2 separate regions of the Mus musculus genome follow, and region 1 is linked to region 2. A link is a contact called in public Hi-C data. All regions are on one chromosome and are shown on one strand. Each heading gives the region's core, a stretch centred on a gene start, on an enhancer-like site or on the middle of the called end of the contact. The rest is flanking DNA. Distances are from core to core; before and after follow the strand shown.

Evidence for each region. A called contact is a pair of places that touch in the nucleus more often than the background predicts.
Region 1: a contact with region 2 is called in a Hi-C map of cortical neurons, with 2.0 times the contacts expected there. The contact joins two enhancer-like sites. A contact is called at or near these places in 1 of 484 Hi-C or Micro-C datasets (cortical neurons) and 2 of 115 datasets of contacts at active chromatin or transcription factors (cardiomyocytes and embryonic stem cells).

Annotation. Positions count from the first base shown.
Region 1 is chr9:120,843,307-120,849,581 of GRCm38.p6, forward strand. It overlaps Gm39459 (a long non-coding RNA gene), which reads left to right. Exons shown (of 3, transcript XR_871371.2): 3 at 97-623. Among named protein-coding and RNA genes, the nearest start is that of Gm39459, 12 kb to the left of the region's middle. Within about 2 kb of position 2,460, at least 17 of the 459 cell types and tissues checked have an H3K27ac peak or open chromatin away from gene starts, as enhancers often do. A contact at or near this core is called in cortical neurons, where this site is marked.
Region 2 is chr9:120,714,217-120,720,996 of GRCm38.p6, forward strand. No RefSeq gene overlaps it. Among named protein-coding and RNA genes, the nearest start is that of Gm39458, 42 kb to the left of the region's middle. Within about 2 kb of position 1,530, at least 20 of the 459 cell types and tissues checked have an H3K27ac peak or open chromatin away from gene starts, as enhancers often do. A contact at or near this core is called in cortical neurons, where this site is marked.

The DNA of each region.
Region 1 (6,275 bases), core at 1,210-3,709, 130 kb after region 2:
TACACAAGTCCCAGCATCTCCATTGTATCCCACTTGGAAACAGTTCCATTTCCTATCCTCTGCCTGACTTTTCCCCTGATCTCTCTTCTCTTGTAGGACGTGCCTGTCACTTGACAGGTTACATACACTTCAACCTATCCATCTGTGAAACGGGATCCGTGGTACTTCTTTTGTAAAGCCGGTAATGAGGTGGCCGTTCCAACACTGTAAGCTACATCCCATGGAAGGTGACTCCAACCCTGGTAACCTGTCAGCCTGAGGCTCACAGTACTGCAGTAGCCCTGGAGGGGTGAGCACCTGTAAGAGAGTGGAGTCTGCCTGCAGCTAAGTAAAAAATGTCAGCAATGAGAACAATTGAGTTTGTGACTGCAGCAGTAATTCTCCCAGGCTTGGAGAATGGGTCCCAGGGCCACACCTGTCATAGAGCATAAAGAAACAATCAGTTAGCAACAAAGTAACCAATCCCTTCCTTGCTAAGCGTTTCGGTCATAAACAGGTTCAATACTGGACAATGAATGTTGCAGCTGCCCATAGTCCTGAGGCTCCTGGGGCCTGGGAGACTGAGCAAAGCATTGATGCATACCGACTCCTCCTCAAGGAGTGAGGTCGTGCTTGGGGCACCAAGAACCAAGCTACACATCTGTGAGTCACATCCCCATTAAGAACTCGTCCACTTGGTAATGCTGCAATAACCCAAACCACAGACTCCATCTGGGATGAAACCCCGGTCCACATGCAAGCCTTACACTCGGGAGGCAGAGGTGGAGGGGCACGGGTTTGAAGCCAGGAAATCCCAAGCAACTGTCTGTTCAGATCCCCTCAAATGAGCCTGGGGGATCCAGCAGTGTGAGCCATTCTGGATCTATAGCCCCGACTCTAGGCTCACAAACAAAGCCTGTTGAGGCTGCAAAACTAAATTTGCTGTTATTTGTCCTTTGGCATGGGTTTCTCTCTGCCCTAAATCTTGATGTTTCTATTTCCCCAGTATTCGTCATGTGGACCCATCTTATTCTTCACATGGACTTGTCTTTGCATTCTTCACGTGGACCCATCTGTGTGTTCAACTCCCTGTATCATTTTCTCCCATTTTCCATCCTCATCTCCTTGGGAACAGAGCCAGTGTTCGTGTCTAGGGAAAATTCTAGGCTCTTTATGCCTCTCCCCCAAAATCAGTGGGCTTGGGGAATATTATGGGAGCTAAAGATAGAGCTTTTCATGTAACCAAAAAAGGATCAAAATTCTAACCCTTCTGGAAGCCAGTGGCCAGATGGGACCACACTCCCTCTGTCCAGAGTTAAACCAGAGATTATTCTGCCCAGGAAAAGTGAAGCAGATGTCTGAACAACTTTCTCTGGACATTAGAAAACAAACATCCAGTTGGTGGGAATTGATTTATTTTGCACCCCCCACACCACCACCTCTTGCCCTCCCAGGAACATCTTGTGTTGAGTTGGGGCAGCCTTTGCCGTTGGGAGCAGTGCCCCCTCCAAAGTGAAGAAAGAAAACTCTGAACTGGGGCTGGAGAGATGGCTCAGTGGGTAAGAGCACCCGACTGCTCTTCCGAAGGTCCAGAGTTCAAATCCCAGCAACCACATGGTGGCTCACAACCATCCGTAATGAGATCTGACGCCCTCTTCTGGTGTGTCTGAAGACAGCTACAGTGTACTTACATATAATAAATAATAAATAAAAAAAAAAAGAAAACTCTGAACTGAAAAATAAGTTACGGCCCTGTCCATCTGCTCCATAAAAAGGCTCTGTCACCTGTGGTGATGCATCTTAGCATTCCAGGAGGAAAGGGAGAAAGAGAAGAGGAAAATGGATGGGGAGGAGGAGGAAGAGGGAGAGAAGGAGGAAGGAGAGGAGGAAGAGGAGGAGAAAGAGAAGGAGGAGGGTTGTCTTTTGAACTGGGTGTGACAGTGCCTGCCTGTCAGTCCCAGCACTACGAGACAGGTGGATCACAAGTTCCAGGATGACCTGGGCTACGTAATGAGACCCTGTGTCAAGAGCAAAGCAAAAGCCCACAACAATGGGATTCACAAGCGAGTCTCCAAGGTCAGAGCTTCCCACCGTTCAGCACATGCATGCCACTTTTCTCTGGAGTTGAGGCAGACGTTCAATGGGAGAAGCTCAACGTTGTCCATGGGCGTGGCTCCTCTGGAACCCTCCGCTACCCAACTGATTAATTAGTTGATAAGGTTGAGTCTAGCTGAGAATCCTACCTCGGCTGCTATGTGGTCTCCTCTCGTGAACCTCATGCCCACAGAAATCAGTCACTTCTCCTGTCCCTACCCAGAGCCAGCATGATACTGTTACCAATAACCAGCTGTAGAAAACAAAACTGCTGAAAGCTTCAGATGGTGCGGAATTTTAACGTAGGAGTTTGGTGCTTCTCTCAGCCCACCCAGTGTTAGCATGCCACAGACACATGATGATGTCAGCAGCATCTATTGTGGGGATGAAGAGGCAGCTCCGCGGTTAACAGCAGCGGCTGCTCCTCCGTGAAACCCAGCTTTCATTCCCAGTACACTCACTGTAGCTTGCAACCACCTGCAACGCTAGTTCCAGGGCTTCTGGATCCATAGGCGCCAGGCGTGCATGCATACACACATGCACATACATACATGCAGGCAACACACTCAAAGTAAAGATATTTTTAAAAAACGTTTACTGTGTGTTGGCATACTGTGTGTATGCATTAAACATCTATTGTATGTTGGGAGTTGAGTTTCTTTTTTGGTAAGACATTATTATTTCTTTTTTATTGAGATAGAAAAACTGAAGACAAAATAAATAATCTTACCATGATCTTTGCTGGGAGCTTGCCACTTTTCACACTCAGGTGTGCCTTCTTGGACAAATCAGAGTCTGGAATGAATCCCAGAGCATCATGGGAGCCTGAGAACATCCCCAGAATATCCCAGATAGCCCAAGGGTAAAGTAAAAGAAGAAGGGGATGAAAGGAAGAGAGAAAAGGAGAAATGAGCCCGGGAGAATGGAGGGGGAGGGGAAGAGGAAAGAGAAGGTGCTTGGCCATAGTGTGGACTGTGGCCAAAGCATGTTTACAAACACTCTACGTTCTAGCCCATAGCACTGAGGGAGACAACCCCACTGGATGCTCATGGAGAGACACATCTGAGGCATGGAGCAGCTGGCCTTAGCCAGTGCCTCAGTGAGGGAAGAACACATGGAGGCCGCCTCATAAGTGAGGGCAGGACAATGGCCAGAGGAAACACATGGGAAGATTCCAGAAAGGGGATCACTTAACTTCAGATCCACATTCTTTTGTTTTTGTTTTTTTGTTTTTTGTTTTTCGAGACAGGGTTTCTCTGTATAGTCTTGGCTGTCCTGGAACTCACTTTGTAGACCAGGCTGGCCTCGAACTCAGAAATCCGCCTGTCTCTGCCTCCCAAGTGCTGGGATTAAAGGCGTGCGCCACCACCGCCCGGCTCAGATCCACATTCTTGAGCCCCGACTTCAATATTTAGTCAGAGGAGAAGATGAGTTGTGAGTGTAAACGTGAGGCTTCCCTCTTTTAACTCATTTCTTAAGTGTCACCATGCTGTTAGCCAGGATTCTTCAGAAGAGAAGAACCAACAGGATAAAGAATGATTGCATTAGGCAGGCTGGGTAGTCCAATGGTGGTTGCCCACACACAGGATGAGAGTCAGGAGCTGCCTGGTCCACAAGGCTACATATCTCAACCATTCTGGTCTGCTGCCAAGGGCCAGAGGACTCAGAGAGAGCCACCAGTCTTCAATCTTTTGGCAAGCCAGAGAAGCTGGAGTCTTCAGAGCAGGCGCGCTTACCAGTAGAAGGTGAAGGTGAATAGGCAAAGCAGACCTGCTTTTCCCTCTGCTTCCTTATAACTGAGCTACCAGAGAGTACTGTCCACAAAGAGGTATGGTCTTCTCATTCATTCCTTCCTGGCAATATTCTCACAGACCCACTGAGAAGCGTGTCTGTAGCTGGGTCCAGATCCCACCATGTCGACAACCTAAATTAGCTAGCACACCTCTGTATAGAAAATTGCACGTCATAGATACTGTGTGAGTCTTCTGCAAATTGAACACAGGTTCTCACTGGCACCCACAGTGCCTCTGAATCTCCCTTCATGCTCATTCATGCTCTTGTCTCTACCATAGGATAACTATGATATTAGCTTCTCTAGTCATGATTGCCTTGGCTGGCCTTTGGGTTTGTTTAGTCTTTGTGAATTCACCCATGTACCGTGTGTGTGTGTGTGTGTGTGTGTCTGTGTGTCTGTGTGTCTGTGTGTCTGTGTGTCTTTGTGTGTGTCTGTGTGTCTGTGTCTGTCTGTGTGTCTGTGTGTCTGTGTCTGTGTCTGTTTCCTTTTGCCAGCATCAGGTGAGGCTCACTGGCATAGCTGCAGGTACTTGACAGTAGTCCAGTCCTTCTACTGATTGCATCTCGTGGTCTAAATGCCCCACAGTTCCTCATCCTATCAGCGCTGGGCTCTTGGAAGACATCCAGTTCTTGCTGCTATGAATAGGGATGCAATGAAAAATCTAGAACTATCTCTTGGTGAACATATGTTGGTATTTCTGTTGGAATGATATAGAGGCCCAGACAGAAATAGAGGAGGAGACAGAGACAGGGAGCACGTGGGGTCTCCAGAGGCACATGCTTATCATCAGTAAATGCTAGCGCCCCAAGTGCAACTGTGCCAGGCCAACAGCGTCTAAGACTATAGATGGCAAGCAGGCATAGTGGCTCATGCCTGCAACCCAGCATCCAGGAGGATGAGGCAGAAGGATCCTGATTTACAGGGACAGCCTGGCACACATATCGAGTTCTAGGCCAACCAGAGATCCAATGTGAGACTCTGTCTTAGAGAAATAAACGAATAAACACCAACTTCTTTCCTCCTCAGTATATGGTTTGCTTGCTTGTTTGTATGTTTGTGTATGTGTGTCTCTGTGTGTGCTTGTGTGTGTTTGCCTGTGTGTGAAGGTGTGTATGTCTGTGTCTCTATGTATGTGTCTGTCTCTGTATGTGTGTCTGTGTATGTGTGTCTCTGTGTGTGAATGTGTGTGTCTGTGTGTGTGTGAAAGTGTGTGTGTGTCTGTGTATGTGTGTGAAGGTGTGTGTGTGTATGTAAAGATGTGTGTGAAGGTCTGTCTGTGTGTGTGTGTGTCTGTGTCTCTGTGTGTAAAGGGGTGCACGTGTATATAAAGATGTGTGTGAAGGTCTCTGTGTGTGTGTCTGTGTGTGTATCTGTGTGTGAAGGTATGTGTGTGTGTATATATGAAGGTGTGTGTATGTATGTTTGAAGGTGTGTGTGTGTCTGAAGGTCTGTTTGTTTCTCTCTGTGTGTATCTGTGTGTGTCTATGTGTGTGTGAAGGTATGTCTGTCTCTGTCTCTGTTTCTCTCTGTTTCTCTCTCTGTGTGTATGTGTCTGTGTCTGTGTGTATCTATGTGTGTGAAGGTGTGTGGAAGTCGAAAGACAGTTTGTGGGAGTCAGTTCTCTCTCCTACCATGGACTGCCAGGGACTGAACTCAGGTCGCTGAGTTTGGCAGAAAGCATCTTACTAGCTGAGCAATGTTGAGGACCCAACATGGTATTCTCTGGGATTTTGTTTGTTTGCATGTCCATGCCGTTTTTTAGACCTACCAACGCTATCCCTCTATCCCCAGACCATTCACAAGTTTTTACTTTGTAGGGTGGTTTTGGGAGCTGTGGTTTTCCTGGTCATGTTGCCTTTTAGGGGCACCACAGTTCTTAGCAAGACTGGTCTGGCCCACTGTGACCCATTAGCTCATTCCTTTTTATCTAGCTCTAGAGAAACAGTCTCTCCATGAAACCAGCTTGTGAGCTTCAGGCACGCTCTAATCTCTCCTCCACTGATTGGGAGAGGCTGTTTATCACCTGAATGAACATGAATCAGCCCTGTCTGTTTTATGCTGAAGCATCTAAAATCTTCAGTTCCTCCATAATGACCAGAGGTAAAGTCCTTGTTCAGCTGCTGCAGGGATGTAGGGATGCCACCCACCCACCAGCCGTGTGATCCCTGGCCACCCCCTTCTCTTCAAGTCACATTTAGATCGAAGCCAGTTGGGATAGGAGAGAACCTACTCCAATCCCTTTGCCTTAGACCCACAGACACATGTCCACAGAGTCCAGCTCCTGGACATCACACCTCACATACATGGTGATGTCACCAAAGGTGTTAGAGTCCATGAATATAAGCACAAGAGGCCTGCGGGAGGTCGGCTGTCACAAAGGTGGCCTTGTCCTTTCCCCTTCACCTTA
Region 2 (6,780 bases), core at 280-2,779:
GTCCTTTTGCTACTGAAAACAAAACAAACCCCAAAACACTGTGATTGGTTGTGTGTACATGTGTGTAAGTAAGTATATGTATATGTGTATATTATGTATATATGTATGTATGTGTATGTGTGAGAGCATGCATATGTGTGAGTATGTATGTGTGTGTGAACATATGTGTGTATGTGCATGTGTGTATGTGTGTACATGTGTGTGAATATGTGTGCATGTGTATATTTATGCATGTATATATGTGTGTATGTATGTGTGTGAGTGTGTGTATGTGTATATGGGTGCATTTGCATGTGTGTAAGTGTGTTTGCATGTATGTGTATGAGTGTATATGTGCATTGTGAAAGTGTACATATGTGTGAGTATGTGTGTGAGTGCATGCATATGTGCATGTGGGTGTATGTATGTATGTGTATGAGTGTATATGTGCATTGTGAAAGTGTACATATGTGTGAGTATGTGTGTGAGTGCATGCATATGTGCATGTGGGTGTATGTATGTATGCATATGTGTGTATGTGTATATGTGTATGTGTGTATATGCATGTGAGTGTATATATGCGTATGGGCATGTGTGTGTGAATGTGGTGCATTGGTGTGTAGTGTATGTGTACATGTGAACCTGTGCACACACAGAGCCCAGGAGATGATGCCAGATGTCCTATCATTCTCTGCCTTATTCTCTCAGAACAGGACCCCATATGGAACCTGCAAGCCAAATGGCCCCTCTCACAATGCTGGAGTTACAGGCAAGTGCATGGCCATGTCTAATTTTTTTCCCTGTGGGTGTTGGGTTCTGATCTCAGGTCTTTATGTCTGGATAGAAAGCACTGTAACCCATTGAGCCATCCCTCCAGTCTCTGCTCAAATCTTAATTTTTTAAGCTCTGTTTTTGTATAGGCAACCCCCCCAAACCCATCCCTGTTTTAGCTGGATTGAGTAGCAAAGGAAGCTCTGTAGGCAATCAGTTGCTCAGGTCTCAGGCAGGAAGACACAAATGTAGGGAGGCTGGCTCCGGTTTCGGAGACTTGTTTAGTCAACTCAAGGTTGGGGGAAGGGCACACCAACCCAGGGGTTGTGTCTACCCCTGCCCCTCCTCTCCCTACCTCCCATCTCTGTTTTCCTCTCAGTACAAGGAGGCTGTAGAGGAAGCTGTGAGGGGCTTTTATCTCTCACATCCTAAGCCTACCCAGCAGACAGTCATTACAAAAGAAGAATCTCTCCTGCCAGCTCTCTGGGTGTTTTGGCTACATGTATTTCGTGTACTATGTACACATGCCTGGTACTCTGGAGGCCGGAAGAGGGCTTTAGGTCCCTTAGAACTAGAGTTACAAATGGTTGTGAGCCACCACGTGGGTGCTGAGGATTGAATCTGGACCCTCCAGAAGAGTACCGAGTTCTCTTAACCACTGAGCCAGAGCTCCAATCTTCCTTCCATTTCTTCAAGGCTCACTCTGCTGTGCAGCCCCGGAAGGAGCCATGAAGGGATGTGTCTGGGAGCATGTGTAGACTTCGCTTTCCACACATAGCACACTCTGGTCCTTTCCCAGAATAGAAAAGCAGACAAATAGGTAAAGCTGGTTTAGTCATCAGACACATGGCTGGTCCCCTTTTTTTGCTACGTAATTGCAGTATCTGGCTCCCTGGAAGAACGGCTCTCATTACAATATACAGGAGGGGAAGAAACAACTTGTTACTGACACATGCTGTTTGAGCTGCTAGAGACACGGGGCAGCAAAATCTCACGGTTGGAATTTTGCTTAAAGCAAAGTAGTAATAAGCAAGCAGCATCCCAGCCAACTCTCTCCCTACCTCACAGAGCTTCCTGGAAGCCTCAGACACTGGAGCTTGTGAGAAGCAGGCGATATTGTTGGAGCTATGAAGTCACCTGTCATAGTGCCAGAACTTCTGGAGCCAGGATTCTCAGCTCCACAACCATGTACGACTCCCCAGCTAGCATGTTCCTCTGCACCTGTAGAGGATTACAGTTACCTGTAGAATCACACTTCCTGTCTCCTCTAAGGCTGCACAAGATGAGCCTTAAGGGCTAGGGAGACAGCTCAGTGGTTGACAACCCTTGCCACACAAGCGTGAGGGCCTGAGTTCAGATGCGAGCACATATAAAAAAAAATCTTGGCATGACTCTGCCTACACTCACCTGTAACCTCGCTCTGTGCGAGCAGAAGCAGAGGATCGCTAGGGCTTGCTGACTACCAGTGTAGCTCCAGCTCAGGAGCGACCCTGTCTCAGTGGGATAAGGCAAAGGAGGACAAAGGTGGACGTGCACTGTCCTTCTCTAACCTCCCCACACAGGCACATGGACATCCACACATATGTGTGTGCACACCACACACACACACACACACACACACACACACACGCACGTACACATGCACTTGTACTCATGCATGTAAGTAAAACTTCCTCAGACAACAGGCACACAGGATGAGATACTTCTGACTTGAAGGGTCTTTAGGGTTCTCATCTGTCAACTCTGACAGAGATAAGTCCCGTGGAATGAAGAGGTTGGATCAGAGTGGCCCAGAATATATTAGTTGTCTTAGTCAGTGTTCTATTGCTGTGAAGAGACACCATCACCGTGGTAACTCTTATAATGGAAAACAGTTGATTGGGGCTGGCTTACAGTTCAGAGGTTTAACCCATTCTCATACTGGCAGGAAGCATGGTGGCATGCAGGCAGACATGGTGCTGCAGAGGTAGCTGAGAGTTCTGTATTTGAATCAGCAGGCAGCAGAAAGAAAGTGGGCCTGGCTTGAACATCTGAGACCTCAAACCCCACCCCCAGTGACACACTTCCTCCAACAAGCCACACCTCCTAATAGTATCACTCTCTAGGAGTCTATGGGGACCATTTTCTTTCAAACCACCACAGTAGTCTAAACCTTATAACTTGAACTTGAGTCTGAGTTTCAGTGCCAAGTGGGCTATGTTAGCTATTGTTCTCATGACTGAGACAAAATGGCTGACAAAGATGCCCAAGGAAGGTAGCTTTATTTTGGCTCACAGTTTGAGGGTGCAGTCTGTCATGGCAGGGAAGGCTTTGTGGCAGGAGATCACATGGCATCCACAGGAAGTACAGAGTGATTGTGGTGGCTATCTAGCTTGTCAACTCATCCATACCGAGAATCCACTAAAATCCAAACAGCTGGGCACACCTGTGAGCCATGTTTCTTGATTGGATCATTTGAGGTCAGAAGACCCACCCTAAGTCTGGGCCACACCATCTGGCTGCAGCATCTTTCAATGGACATGGAAGAAGGAAGCCTTGCTTTTTGCCTGCTTGCCCTCACTCTCCCTGGCAAGCCCATCTCTCCTCCTGCCGAGGCTTCCTTCACTGGCAGTTGGAACGGACTTCTCCAGAATCCAACACTGACCAAAGACCAGCGGAGACAGCCAGCCTCAAGGACTGAGCAACTGCTGGCCTTTCTGTCATGACAGCCATTGGTGGGCGAGCCTGACCACAGGCTGTAAGCCATTCTAATCTCCTTTTAATGTATGTAGATGCATTCTGTCAGTTCTCTTCCTCTGGAGAACCCAGACCAGCACAGGGCTGAACAGATGTTCCTCTGGCTTTCTCCTTTCTATTCAACCTGACTTCTGAATCAAGTCCTGTCACTAACCCCAGAGTGTGTCTTCCATCTCAATTAAATGAATCTAGAAACCCGCTCATAGCTATGCCCAGAGGTTTGTTTCCATGGTAATTCCACAGCAATGCCACCAAGTTCAAAACTAAGCCTCATAGTGGCCAAAGTTCTATGTCCCAAGTTTTGGTTTTCTTTCTAGATCCTCAAGCTATATCTTGTCAGCTATTGTTAATTCCTTGACTCATAATCACATTCTATCACCTGGCTAGACATCAGGGTCCTGCAGAGACAGACAGTTGAGACTTCTTAGCTACTGGAGATATATATACGAAGGCAGCCAGTGATACAGAAAAGCCCCCAAGGAAGCAACACACAATCTTAAAAAATGATAGGTATGTGTACCCCAAATACAGTGCCCTCAGAGGCCAGAAGAGGGCACTGGGTTCCCTGGAGTCAAAGTTGTGACCCACCTGATGTGGGTACTGGAACTGAACTTGGGTTCTCCCCAAGAGCATCCCACATATTAAACTGCTGAGTTAGTTCTCCAGCTTTCAATGCACCATCTTGACAGTACCTAGAAGGACAGAGTATCCAGGTGGAGAGGGAGAGGGAGAGGGGAGGGGGAGGGGGAGGGAGAAGGAGACTATGTGTATGTGTGTGTGGGTGGGTGGGAGTGTCCTGGAAGATGTGGACCATCAGAATGGGCTGTAAAACAAACCTAAAGGGTTACATGGGGCAAAGCATGAGCTATGAAGTCACACGTATCTTGTGTGGGGAGAAGAGAATTCCACTCCTTGAAGTCCACTAATTACTGCAAGATTCAGAAATGATAGGTTTCAGAGTCTGGATTGGGCTGTGAGCTGCATTAATGGTGTCTGAGTATAGGCAATGAATGGGAAGGCAGATGGATCCCTTCTACCAAGCATTGCTCCCAGGGCCCACCCATTCCAAAGGGATGGTAGGAGGTGGGGAGGGAGGGAGGGAGGGAGGGAGGGAGGGAGGGAGGGAGGGAGGGAGGGAGGGAGGGAGAAGGCCACCAAATAGACACAGGAGCAGATTACCTCCCAAAACATACTCTTTTGGAACTTGAGAAATAAAGGTTAGAGAGATCTAAGGGCTGGAGCCCACTGCCTAGGAGTGAAGCCACTCACTTGGTCCTGAAGTAGAAAAGGAAGAGGGAGGCGGGGCTCTGTGCTAGCCTGAGGTGGCATCGCAGGGAAACCAAAGCCACTGGGTTCTCCTCCCACTTCCGGCCTTCAGCATATTTTTGGATATTCATGTTGTAGTTAAATGTCCCATTCTTACAAAGATTTGAGCCTTGAAGCTTTGTCTTTCTTCTCAGCTGGACCTTAGCCCAGGGTGACCATCACTTAAGGGATTGCATGCCTTACGGAGCCTGAGTTAGGCCTTTCATGTTCAAAGGACATGGTCCATTGAAGACTTGGAATATGGACTTGCTCTGATCTTCATAGCCATCGGTTCACAACCAAAGCAGGCTCCCTTAAAAAGGTGACTGCATTCTCTTCCCTCTCCCACCCCATGCTATCAACTGTTCAAGGGCAGAGGGGGTTTGTCCAGCTTGGCAATGGAGAAGCCATGGTCACACTGGCAGCTTTGGACTTTTGGCCTTTCGGGATCATCTTTCCAATAGACAATCCCTCCCAAGACACCGTTTTCTTGTGAATGGCAAAGCCACACCAACCAAAAATCCCAGCAAGACTTTGGGTTTCGGCTTGTGGTTAAGAAAAGTGATTTCGAAATCTGTATCTTAAACTCCAAATTTGCACAGAGCAGAACGCAAATCCTTTGTGTTGGCTCAGAGAGTAATCAGGGGTTAAGCATTGCCGCAGCTCAAGACAGATGACTGGGAGGCAGGACAAATGGATCTGTGGGTGTGAGGCTAGCCTGGTCTGCATAGTGAATTTCAGCCCATCCAGGGCTACATAGTGAGACCCTGTCTCAAACTGAAGAAAAACTAAACAGAAGGAAAACAGTGTTCCTATGAATATATATGTTATCTATGAATCTATAATATGCCATATATTACATATACTTATATATTTATATATGATATATTTATATGACATGTTACATATTTATATAGTATATATTTTATATACATATATGTGTGTGTATGTGTAAAAATCTCAGGAATAGTCTATTGAACTTGGCTTTTGGCTATGTAATAAGGGAAATAGATTTCTCATCGTAAAGTTCATTTAACCATGTTTAAAATCTTCCCACACTTTTCTCTCATGTCCAGACTATTTAATCTTCACCATGGGAAGGGATTCTTCAGGAAGCTGTAGGACTTTCAGGTGGGATTCAAAGGAAACAAAATGGACGCCTCAAGGCTCAGAGCCTGAAGCTGATCCACTCAAGCGTCATCACCTACAGACTCAGAAAGGACAGATAAATGCTGGGACTGAGGGACCCTTTGTTCCAGGATGTGACAATTGTTGACAACTTGGCACAGTCTAGAATCTCCTTTAAAGGGAGTCTCAGGGAGAGCCCAGATCAGGTTGGCCTGTGGGAAGTCCTGGGTGAGATAGTCTTATTTATTTATTTATTTATTTATTTATTTATTTATTTATTTATTTATTATAAGTACACTGTAGCTGTCTTCAGACACTCCAAAAAAGGGTATCAGATCTCATTATGGATGGTTGTGAGTCACTATGTGGTTGCTGGGAATTGAACTCAGATCAGGTTGGCCTGTGGGAAGTCCTGGGTGAGATAGTCTTATTTATTTATTTATTTATTTATTTATTTATTTATTTATTATAAGTACACTGTAGCTGTCTTCAGACACTCCAAAAAAGGGTATCAGATCTCATTATGGATGGTTGTGAGTCACTATGTGGTTGCTGGGAATTGAACTCAGGACCTCTAGAAGAGCAGTCAGTGCTCTTAACCGCTGAGTCATCTCTCCAGCCCGAGATAGTCTTAATTGTTAGCTGATGAGGGAAGACCCCTCTTAGAAGTGGGTGACACCATTCTGTGGGTTTGGGTCCCGAATCATACATGTAGAATGAGCCCAGCATTGATAAACACACATCCATTCATTCATCCATCCATCCATTCATTCATTCTTTCTCTGTTCTTGACTGTGTCTCTGGCTAGCTGCTTCTAATTCCTCCTGCTGCCTTGACCTCCCCACAATGATGGATTATAAC